Linked DNA regions of Oryzias latipes: region 1 is linked to region 2. A link is a contact called in public Hi-C data. All regions are on one chromosome and are shown on one strand. Each heading gives the region's core, a stretch centred on a gene start, on an enhancer-like site or on the middle of the called end of the contact. The rest is flanking DNA. Distances are from core to core; before and after follow the strand shown.

Region 1 (5,361 bases), core at 248-2,747, 150 kb before region 2:
TCTATCTGATGGGGAAAGACATCAGCACCAGCAGAGAGGAAGGGGTGTTTTTGCATCTCTGCCTCTATTTGCTTGTCTGCCGGTGTGGCAATGTCCGGTGCACGACTCCTGCTTGCCCATTTGTTTTTATGCATCAGCGGGGTTCTGTGTCGCGCTTGTGAATACCTGCTGTGTGCGTCTGACGGCCCCTTTGATTTAGCTTCATGGAGCAGTGCTGTGACTGTGGGACTCATCCTTTAAGCGAATGTGTCTCCCCACCTGGGGAAGCCATTGATCGCTGCTGATAGTTCCACAGATGTTTCCAGATGTGAGATCACGTTTCAGAGACTCTGAACCTGTCCGCCAAAGTAAAGAAACAAAATAAAGCAAGAGTTCTATGTATATAAAGGCTGGGAAAGCACTAACTGAAGGGCTACTGTATGTGATTCCAGAGGTACTGCAAAAATGCATGTCAGATCAGTGGTGAGCACTTTTGCCTCACAGCAACAAGGCTCTGGTTCAAATCCTGGAAGGATTTATCTGTGTGGAGTTTGCATGTTCCCCCCGTGGGTTTTCTCTGGGCACTCTGGTTTCCTTCCAAAGGAACCTTCCAAAAACAGCTTTCATGGGTTAATTGGTGACTTTTAATTGTTCCTAGTTGTGCATGTGAGTGTTTGTGATTTTGCCCAACAGTAGCAACCAGCAACCCCATGACCCCACAACGACATTCAGCGGGCTCAAAAAATGCAAATAAATTGTCCTTAGGTGTGACTCTGTGTGTATGGATGGGTCTGTGATTGTGTGACCCTGCAACAGACTGGTGACCTGTCCAGGATGTTCCCTGCCTTAGCCGAACAGTAGCCAGGTTAGGCTCTAGCAGCCCCGGGACCCCAAAAACGGATACAGCAGGTGGAGAAAATATATGGATGGAAAATGTAATACTTCAAACTTTTTCTTGACACAATCACAACTTTTCTTCTCTAAGCATGCTTTCCTAAGCATGTTTCCACCGTGGGATTGGTTTTAAAATGAAAAAGTCACTTTTAAATATGTAAAATAAAATCTGATACATTTACTAGGCTCCTTCTTCTCTGCAAAGCTCCTATCTAAAAGTCAGTCTTACTTATTTCATGACCCCTGGAGATTTACAACAGAAGGTTGGCAGTGTAAGCTTTTGTCAGGATCAGCCAACAGGGGGCGATAAAGTAACGTGACAAAAGAAAATCCGAAAATCATAAGAAAATCAGCTGAACAGACCTTTTTTGTACAAGTAATTAATTCAGCAAGTTAATAGTGATGTTGTTACGATTATTATTAAAATTTAAAACATCAAAACAACTAGATTTTTTGTAGTCATTTGATGCAAATTAATTGGCATTAAATTGTAGAGAACACGTCTTTTTTTCCTCCCAATTTCTGCTTTTGCGTGAAGGTGGAAAGCATTCTAAGAGCCTGCGGGTCTCAGGTATTATCAGCTGCGCTCGCGGTGAGCTTCAGTGAGGCAGAGCGGGGCGGGGAGAAACAGCTGACATCCTCAAGCGAGATTACAAAGATGACTCTTGCAGAGCCCTGCTTGACCCAAAGACAGTCAAAGGAAGCGCGCTGGGGCAGTCGGAGCGCACACTGCTCGCATTATTGGATGAGCCGCTGACTGACATCAAGTAGGAGCTGTGCGTAAAAATCCACAGGATTCCACAGAGGGGTTGATCATCGGATAAAAGAGGGTGCCAAAGTGCGTCTTCATGCAAATTCAAAAAAAAAAAAAAACATAGGCGGGCCTTTGGGTGATGGAGTCACAGCCGGAAAAGCAAACCCCCCTCCCGGATCATCGGCGACCTTCAAAGAATGTGATGCGCGGCGCACGGACGCACTGACAGCGGCGCAAATGTTTTAAAGGCGCAAAGGCAGAGAGAAGAAAGTTCAGGACTCCAGCAGGCAGCTCCTCTTAACTGGCTCCAACTCGCTCGCAGCTGCTGGATCTTCAACTGCACACACAATCAAGCGTACCATCGAACGCTGCTTGAGACTTTGTTGCTTTTTAAAAGAATAAAATAGACGTTAACCACATTTTTAAATATTTATCTCATTTTACTTTTTTTTTAAATCCAGTTGTGGATGAAAATACCGACCAATTTAACCACAGAATCTGTGCGTAAAGACGCGGCCGCTATTCTAACTTTATACTGATTTTTTGTTGTTGTTTTTAAAACTCCCGAGGACTTTTTTCAGCACCATGTCTGAGGACGAGAGCGGCTCCAGCTCCGACTGCGCGTCTGCCGCAGACAGCAGCAGCAGCAGCAGCGTCAGTGTCCTCAGCTGGGATCAAGTGCAGCGGCTGGACGCCATTCTGACAGAAACCATCCCGATCCACGGCCGGGGAAACTTCCCCACTCTGCAGATGCAGCCGCGGCAGATTGTTAAAGTGGTCCGGAGTCGCATGGAGGAGAAGCGGATCCACGTCCGGGACGTTCGGTTAAACGGCTCCGCGGCCAGCCACATTCTGCACGACGACAGCGGACTGGGCTTCAAAGACTTGGACCTGATATTTTGCGCAGATATGAAAGGCGAAAGCGAATTCCAGACTGTGAAGGACATCGTTTTGGATTGCCTCTTGGATTTTTTACCGGACTGCGTGAATAAAGAGAAAATAACGCCTTTGACCCTAAAGGTACGCATGGTTACGCCCTTTTTTCTTCTTTGGGCACATCTACTGTTCCACATTTGATAACGTTTTACAGTCTTTGTTCCAAACTGACTTGAGGGCACAGCTTAGAAGACACTGAATTTCTATAGATGATAGACGCACGTTGGTTTTGTCATTAAAAAGTGCCATTCCAGTGTTTTCACGGTACCATGAATGTTCCTGCTATAAAAGTTGTACTTAAATTCTTGCAGAATTCAAAAATCCTCTCTGAATGGACACATTTGCAGGCATATTGTTAGTTTGATTTCTTCTCACTCCTCCCTCTTCTTCTCTCTAACACAGGAAGCTTATGTCCAGAAGATGGTGAAGGTGTGCAACGACTCTGACCGCTGGAGTCTCATCTCCCTCTCCAACAACCGTGGAAAGAATGTGGAGCTGAAGTTTGTTGACTCCCTCCGGCGGCAGTTTGAGTTCAGCGTGGACTCTTTCCAGATCAAGCTGGACTCCCTGCTGCTGTTCTACGAGTGCTCCGAGAACCCCATGACTGAGACTTTCCATCCCACCATCATGGGCGAAAGCGTGTATGGAGACATCAGCGAGGCCCTGGACCACCTCCGCCACAAGATCATCTGCACTCGGAACCCAGAGGAGATCAGGGGTGGGGGGCTCCTAAAGTACTGTCACCTCCTGGTGAGGGGTTTCCGGGCCGCATCAGAGTCTGAGATGAAGTCCCTACAGCGCTACATGTGCTCACGCTTCTTCATTGACTTCTCTGACATTGGTGAGCAGCAGCGCAAGCTGGAGTCCTACCTCCAGAACCACTTTGTTGGTCTGGAAGATCGCAAGTATGACTACCTGATGACACTGCACGGAGTGGTCAACGAGAGCACGGTGTGCCTGATGGGTCACGAGAGGCGGCAGACCCTTGGGCTCATTGCCATGCTGGCGGTGCGTGTGCTCGCTGAGCAGAACGTCATCCCCAACGTGGCCAATGTCACTTGTTACTACCAGCCTGCTCCCTATGTGGCAGATGGCAACTTCAGTAACTACTACATCGCACAGGTACAGCCAGTGTTTGCCTGCCAGCAGCCTGCATACTCCACCTGGCTGCAGTGCAACTGAGTCACAGAGAGGAGGAGGGCAAGTCTGACTTGGGCGCAAGTCAGACTTGCTTGGGTGTAGTAGAGCTGACAAGAAAAAGGAGTTTATTGTTTTGCATCAAAGCTTCTTTTTTAAATTCATACATTGAGTATGACTGACACACCAAGAACAGCTGCCTTTCACTTTCAGTGCACGTCCTCAGGCTTGGAAAAGACTGATGTGGGCTCTGATGGAGCCTGATGCAGATTGGTCTAGTTCAGGAGCTGCCAAACTCTCAGTAAGACCAACCTGATCTGCCACCAGCTGTTTTGCCGCCTGAAGGTGACTGCTCCTCCAGCACAGCTTTCAGGGATGATTTGCTAAGTGCACACACACCAACACAGACACACATACATGTACAGATGTGTCTGCAGGACTCCAGAAACCTGTTTTATACCAACCGCGCCAAGAGGAGGAACCTCCACCCCGCATTTGGATAAGAATGAGTTTGTTTACACACCAAAGATATTTTTGGGGCTCGTTTCTAACCTTAAAAAGCCAGTTTTGATGGGGAGGAAAAAACACAACAGGTTTTTGTGATATCTATTTGTGCTCGTGAGCATCTGTATAAGTGCCTATCGCCACCGTCGGTTTGAGAGAACAGCCAGGAGGCCGTGTCACCCACTCTGCTGTCAGACATAAAAACAGTAGCACCCCAAAGGCTTGTGAATGTACACGTAAAACCGTGCTCAGCGGGATGGAAAACGTCTGTTTGATAGTTATGTTTACATTGTTTAAGTGATTCTGTGATCAATTAAGCTGTTATGTTCTCAGAGTGATGTCCTGTTTGGGTCCTGTTGTAGCTGTTATAAGAGGGGTTGGATACGCTTTTCTGATCATCCGCCACAAAGAAACCTAAACAGGATATTTCCTGTGTAGTTTGTGCAGCGGTGCTTCTCTCTTTCTCATCCAACACAAGCAGATAAGAGTCAGAGGGAGTACCTGCTGTGTGTGGTCCTCCCATAGTAGAAGGATATGTGCAGGCAGACACCCCAGATGGTGAGACACTGTTTGCTGTCGCACCCTGGCAGGGAATTCCTCAGCCGCCGCTGAAGAGCTTGAACTTAGCTGAGGTTCGATCTGTGCACGTTTCCTTAAAGGTTTGCAAAAGACGCTGCCAAAGGTTTTGGCGCCCCGGCAGAAAAACACAGCTTTAATGAGGTCATTTCCAGACACACATTTTCTAATGATAAAAAGGACAGACGGAGGGAGAAAAGAAGCAGAGGGAAAAGAAAAGTGGCTGAAAGCCACAGCGCGATCAGTCTGGAGAGATGGGTGCAGCTGGTGATGGGGTTTATCTCTTCTGGGCTAGAAGAAGTTTTGGTTGCAGCTTCATCTTTTTGACTGCAACTCTAAAAATAATCAGAATTATCTCTCTGTTTTCATTGTAAAGAAAAAAAATAGAGTGGGGTCTATAGAAAACTGCATTTACACTCACCAGCTGCAGGAGACTTCAAGCTGCTACTTGTGCTTGACGGGTCTGGTAGCTTCAACGGTGCTCATTCGTGGGTTTTTTCATGATTAATTCCACTTTTGAAAATCTGTGTATATATATTTTTTGCTCTGCGTTGCGGCTTCTCCAGACGGCATTCAAAACA
Region 2 (5,205 bases), core at 2,004-4,503:
CCAGAATGATAGACATTATTGTTCTGTTTTAATTCTTCAGGATATTCAATGTCTTACATAATACCATGTGTGCATCGCTTTTATCTGCAATAAGTCAGACTTTATTCACAAAAACTCAGCACTGTTTAGTTGTAAAACAGAAAACACAAACAATAAACTCCCTTTTCCTGTTTATTATGTCAAAGCATACTACATATTGGGTACACAGGCTCCTGACTACTGTTACTGTAGTGCTCCAACAATCCATCAAGCACTGCGGCTTTGTAGTTTATCAAAATCCTACTAAAGCATTTTGATAGATTTTTGAGAGCTGTGTACCACAGAAAATCCTTGAAGTACAACCAGGATTCATACATAAGACACATCGGATTATAAAGCGAACGGTCAATTTTGGAAAATATTAATTGTGAACTAAGGTCCAAAAAATTTATGGTAAATTATTTTATCTCTGAGTTAATTTATGTGAATTTAATAAATGCCCATTTTTGTAAATTCCAACTAAACTGAGTGGCTTTAGCTTGATAAACTGTACTGAACTGATGGCATCCATATACAGCAGAACCCTGACTCCTTTACCTTGTAATAGTCCATTTGCTGTCTCTTCGCCTTACCTGCAGTGGGATCACTGGAGAGGGTGTTGTCCAAGGCACTTGTAATCGACTGGAACAAGTTCATCTTCTGAGTTTCACCTAGCAATGCAAACAAGAGTCAACTCAAAGAAGTGTCAAAATGAATCTTGGAACAGATGATGATCGCCAACGTCATAGAACTCAATATAGAACTAGAAGGAGCTGCATTTCCAGAAAAAAAAGCAGGGTTGAATGCTATGTTGATGAATGAAAATGAAACTTAAAGGGTAATAATTGGCAAAAAAAAAAAAAGTGAAAACAGCACAATAACAAAAACGATATTTTTGTGAAATATATTGGGTCATTGCTTTAAAGCATTTAACCCATTATTTTCCTGTTTCTCATTATTTGTTTATAATCTTCCACCATTTTTCTTTGCGCTTCACTCTTACAATATTTCTGCTATTTAAACCATTCTACTATTAAAATGTTCAGCTCTTTCAGCTTTTTCCAGTTTTGACCTTTGGTCCTTCAAATCCTTGTCTTTTCAAGATATTTCAGGATTTCTGCCTCCATTTAAATCAATGGGGAATCCTTGGTGCAGAAGCTCGTTGGTTCGGTACCCGGCGCTGGCATTTTTCACAAAAATATATTTCTTGTTATTGTGCTGCTTTCACTTTATTCATGGTCAACTTTGATCATTTCTTTATTTAATTATCCCCCCCATTATTACCCTTTAAGTTTCATTTTCATTCAGCAATATAGCATTCAACCCTGCTTTTTCTTCTGGAAATGCAGCTCCTTCTAGTTTCTTATATAATGCTCACAGTAAACTTCTATATGTGAGTCGTGTGACCAGGAAAACAAAACAAAGAGTTTGAATCAGAAGAACAAAACACTGATGTTCTGATCAGAAAAACACAAAAGTTTGCAGAGTACAAACTGTCGATGAAGAGGAATATGGGAGGAAGAGAGGAAGGACTTGAATCATTCCTTAGGAGGGAATTCAGCCAATCACAATTCAGAAACTGTACAGAGTCCTTAGGAAGTGCTGGGTTCTGGATATTTTTGATTTAATAATGACAGGAACCTGTCAGAAATTTGAATATTTGGCCCACGGGCCGGACTTTGGACATGCCTATAGTAAGTGATTGATGAAAACAACTCATTTAAACAGTTTAATAGGAGTTTGTCCTTTTTGTTTAAAGTCATTAGACTTGTTTCTATGCAGAGGATGTGTTGTAATTTTTCTGTTATTAATTAAAAGGTATTTTTGTAAATATAAACTAAACCTTCACTTGTTGCTCTGAGCCTGTGCTTGGCTGATTTGTTAGTGATTAATAATATTAAATCATGTCCATACATTGCACGTTAATTTATATATTTAATTAAATGTATCATACAATGATATTTAAATCCTCAAAATTAGAGATTTTGTTTCGACAATAAAAGTCGAAAGACTGTGTCTTGGGTTTAAGCAGAATGATCAAGAATATTGATAAAACTTTAGGTTTTTCTCGTCAGAAATAGTTGCATTTCCACTTTATCATTGATAATATAATTTAATCGCTTCTTTGCAGTTTTTGTGAAGTCTGTAAAAAGACGTTTCATCATTGTAAACTCTGTTGCCGTTGTTAGGTGATGCTAGCTGACGGCGCTAGCCGGCGGTTGGTTGGTAAGGGGAGGAGCCACTCACTCACCATACTGCGTCGGGACGGGGTCAGGCTGGTAGGTAAAGTGGGCTGCATGTCTCCGTTGTGTTTTAGAACGAGAGCTGCAGCTCGGAGAAAGTTTGAGCAAAGCTGCTCCTAAGGAGCCACTAGTCCCGGTACCGACGGAGAGTCTCGAGTTTGCACCTCGGATGAAGAATCGTACGGCAGCCGCCATCACTGTTGATGTCAGTGACCAGGAAGGACAAGCGAGAGAAGTGACAAAGATCCTGTGTTGTTGGAAAGATGGCACCACTCGGTACAGAAAACATGGAACACTCTAATTTGAAAAATATGGACAAAATAGATAGCACACTTTGTTTAATGACACATTGTCCTAACTGTGGTTATTACGATTAGAGTTTTAAAAATGCAACAACATTGTAATAATAATATAGTAGCTATATCCTAAATAAATGTTATACACAGTGCAGCAAAAAAGAAAAAAAAAATAACCCAAAAAGCAATGGCCAATGCGAGATTTTAAAATGGTCTAAATTTCTTGGTCAACACGTTTTTTAAAGCAGACTAACTAGAGGTAAAATAATTACATTAATAAATGTTTTATTGTAATGTGTGGGAGCAGAGTGAGCGCTCTTTCTTAAATTGAAGCGCACCGTGTTGAAGCGACGATGCCTGTGATTGGTTAAAAGAGAGGGCGGTGTAAGCGGTGGATGGAAGTCTGTTTATTTTCATAAACAAAATGCACTTGAAGAAATACGGTGTCCTTTCAGTGTTACACTGTATTTTTAAAACTAACGAAGAACTTTGCAGTACAGGAAAAGCTCGTTAGAATCCAATAACATGAGTCTCATTTTCCAAATGATTTCTTTATTTTCTGCCCGAAAAGACTCACTTCTCTAAAGGAAAAAACGAACGAACAAACAAATAAAGATTGGACCATAGACTTGTTTTTACCGTCTATGGATAAAACTGATGCCACTCAAATGACAAAAAATGTACTGAATTTCAGCCAGAATAAAATTAAAATAAAAGATAAAATTGATCCAAAAACACTTGGGAAAAAATTTGCTTTGGAAGGTTTTTCCCCCACTATTTTAGTTACAGTGCTTCAATATTTTTCTGTTATTGTATTTCATAATTTTTCTCATGATGAACATATTTAAAGAAAATTAAAATGCATTTGAGTATTTCTTTATTCAAATAGAAAAAAAATGCGGTTTGAAAAAGCTTGTAGCTGTGACAATAAAGCTCCAAACAGCAAGCTTCCTGCTCCGCTCCATTCTGATGCATCCCCTTGTAGATCCACGGACGTCTTTGTTTTCCTCTGGAATCTGGATCAAAGCTGTATTGCTGAATACCTCCAATACTACTCACCGTTTTTGTTGCACCCATAGTCTTGTGTTGGGGGTGTGAGGGGCTGTAAGCCTTCAGGAGAGTGTAAACATGATGTCAAATGGGGGGGGCTTACTCCATGCCAACAGTCAGGCCAATTCAGAGGTGAATTTCTGGTGAACTCCTGCCGCTCTGCAGAAACTACTTTCCAGAGAATGATAGTTTTTTTTTTACATTTTTATTATTTTGGCTAAAAAGACCATAATCATAACTAAAAGATCACCGGGAACGCTTTAAAAATAGATCTAAAGATGAACGAAGTGGGACTTTAATGAAATACAATCATTTCCCCTTTCTGTGTTAAAGCCGTTTCTTTTTGGATGTTTTGCAGCATGGAATGACTTGGAATGCTGGCTTAGTTAACAGCCTGTTTTTGTGTGTGGGGCCAATGTAATTGTAATTTTTTTTAGTATAGTTTTGGGCTTGGACTGCACATCCTGATACAAAAAAACTCAAAGGTATCCCTTCTTTTCTATTTTGTGTGTTTTTAAACTGCCAGTTAGACTGGTTGCAACAGTTCCAAAACTTAGAATATGACTTTTACTGTGTTGTTTTGGGTACCAGTTTTACCGGGCCTTATTTTGAAAAAAACAAAACAAAAACATGTTAATTCTACATTGAAATAAGAGATTATACTGCTGTTTCTAACATGCACATCCTTTTATTTTCATGATAATGCATTTCATGGAATATGACTGAATTATGCTGTGAATGAGTTCAAATGTAATGTCAAATTTACATCAACATTTTTTCAGGTATTTATGAAAAAGTTACCCCCCCCCCCCCAAATTTTACTTTTGGCCTTGTATTATCCTTAGATATTACAAACACATTTCACCCTATGGGCAAATCTGACCCCAGGGATATTTGCCTGTAGAAAATGATTTACATAAAATTGTTAACCACGTTTTTGTGTTAGGTACATTGTTCACTTGTTAAATACATAAATAGCTCCCTAATAATGAAACCTATCAGGGAGTTGACCTGTTCTCTAGCGCCACCATCAGGCCAGACTTTTAGTTTTAGAGTTAGTTGATCTTGGAAATCTTTCACCCAAAGCTTTTCTATTTTGGGGCACACATTCATGACTCTCACAGAATAAAGCATATTGACTGATGTCGGTGACCTCCCTTTCCTCTTAAAAGCATTTATTTACTTATTTCTATCTCCTTTTTGTGACATTTTTGTGGTCAGTCACTATAAAGTCTCACTCACCCCTCCTCTTTTATTATCCAGGCTTGGGACCGGCAGTGGCAGGATTCGAGTTTTTATGTTTTTTTTTAATGTTTTTGAGAATATTGAGTTTATAACATTTTGAAAAAATTAAGGGAAAAAGAACAGGTGATGTGCAGAATCCTTTGCTTCGATCATGTCAAAATCCTAACCATGGAACGAGGAGCACAAAGGGTCAGCAACCATTGGTAATGGTATGAATGAAACTCTGTAGGATACACAGTTTGTTTATTTCTCCATGTTGTGTTTTGCTTAAAATTTTTAACATCTAAAGTAAAATAAAAAAGTAAACATCACTCAGAAGGACAACTTCAGAAAAATGTTAATATACAAACATG

What was found. A called contact is a pair of places that touch in the nucleus more often than the background predicts.
Region 1: a Hi-C map of embryo shows a contact between it and region 2, with 3 times the contacts expected there. The contact joins the promoter of fam46a here to the promoter of bckdhb in region 2. A contact is called at or near these places in 5 of 5 Hi-C or Micro-C datasets (embryo, fibroblasts and gastrula embryo).

Annotation. Positions count from the first base shown.
Region 1 is chr16:4,271,861-4,277,221 of ASM223467v1, reverse strand. fam46a (putative nucleotidyltransferase FAM46A) reads left to right here and starts at 1,497. Exons shown (of 3, transcript XM_020709867.2): 1 at 1,497-2,127; 2 at 2,209-2,647; 3 at 2,966-5,361. The coding sequence starts at 2,213. The coding sequence ends at 3,745.
Region 2 is chr16:4,125,614-4,130,818 of ASM223467v1, reverse strand. It overlaps bckdhb (2-oxoisovalerate dehydrogenase subunit beta, mitochondrial), which reads right to left and starts at 3,253. Exons shown (of 11, transcript XM_023963898.1): 1 at 2,270-3,253; 2 at 612-689. The coding sequence starts at 2,456. It overlaps ttk (dual specificity protein kinase TTK), which reads right to left. Exons shown (of 25, transcript XM_023964404.1): 25 at 5,057-5,205.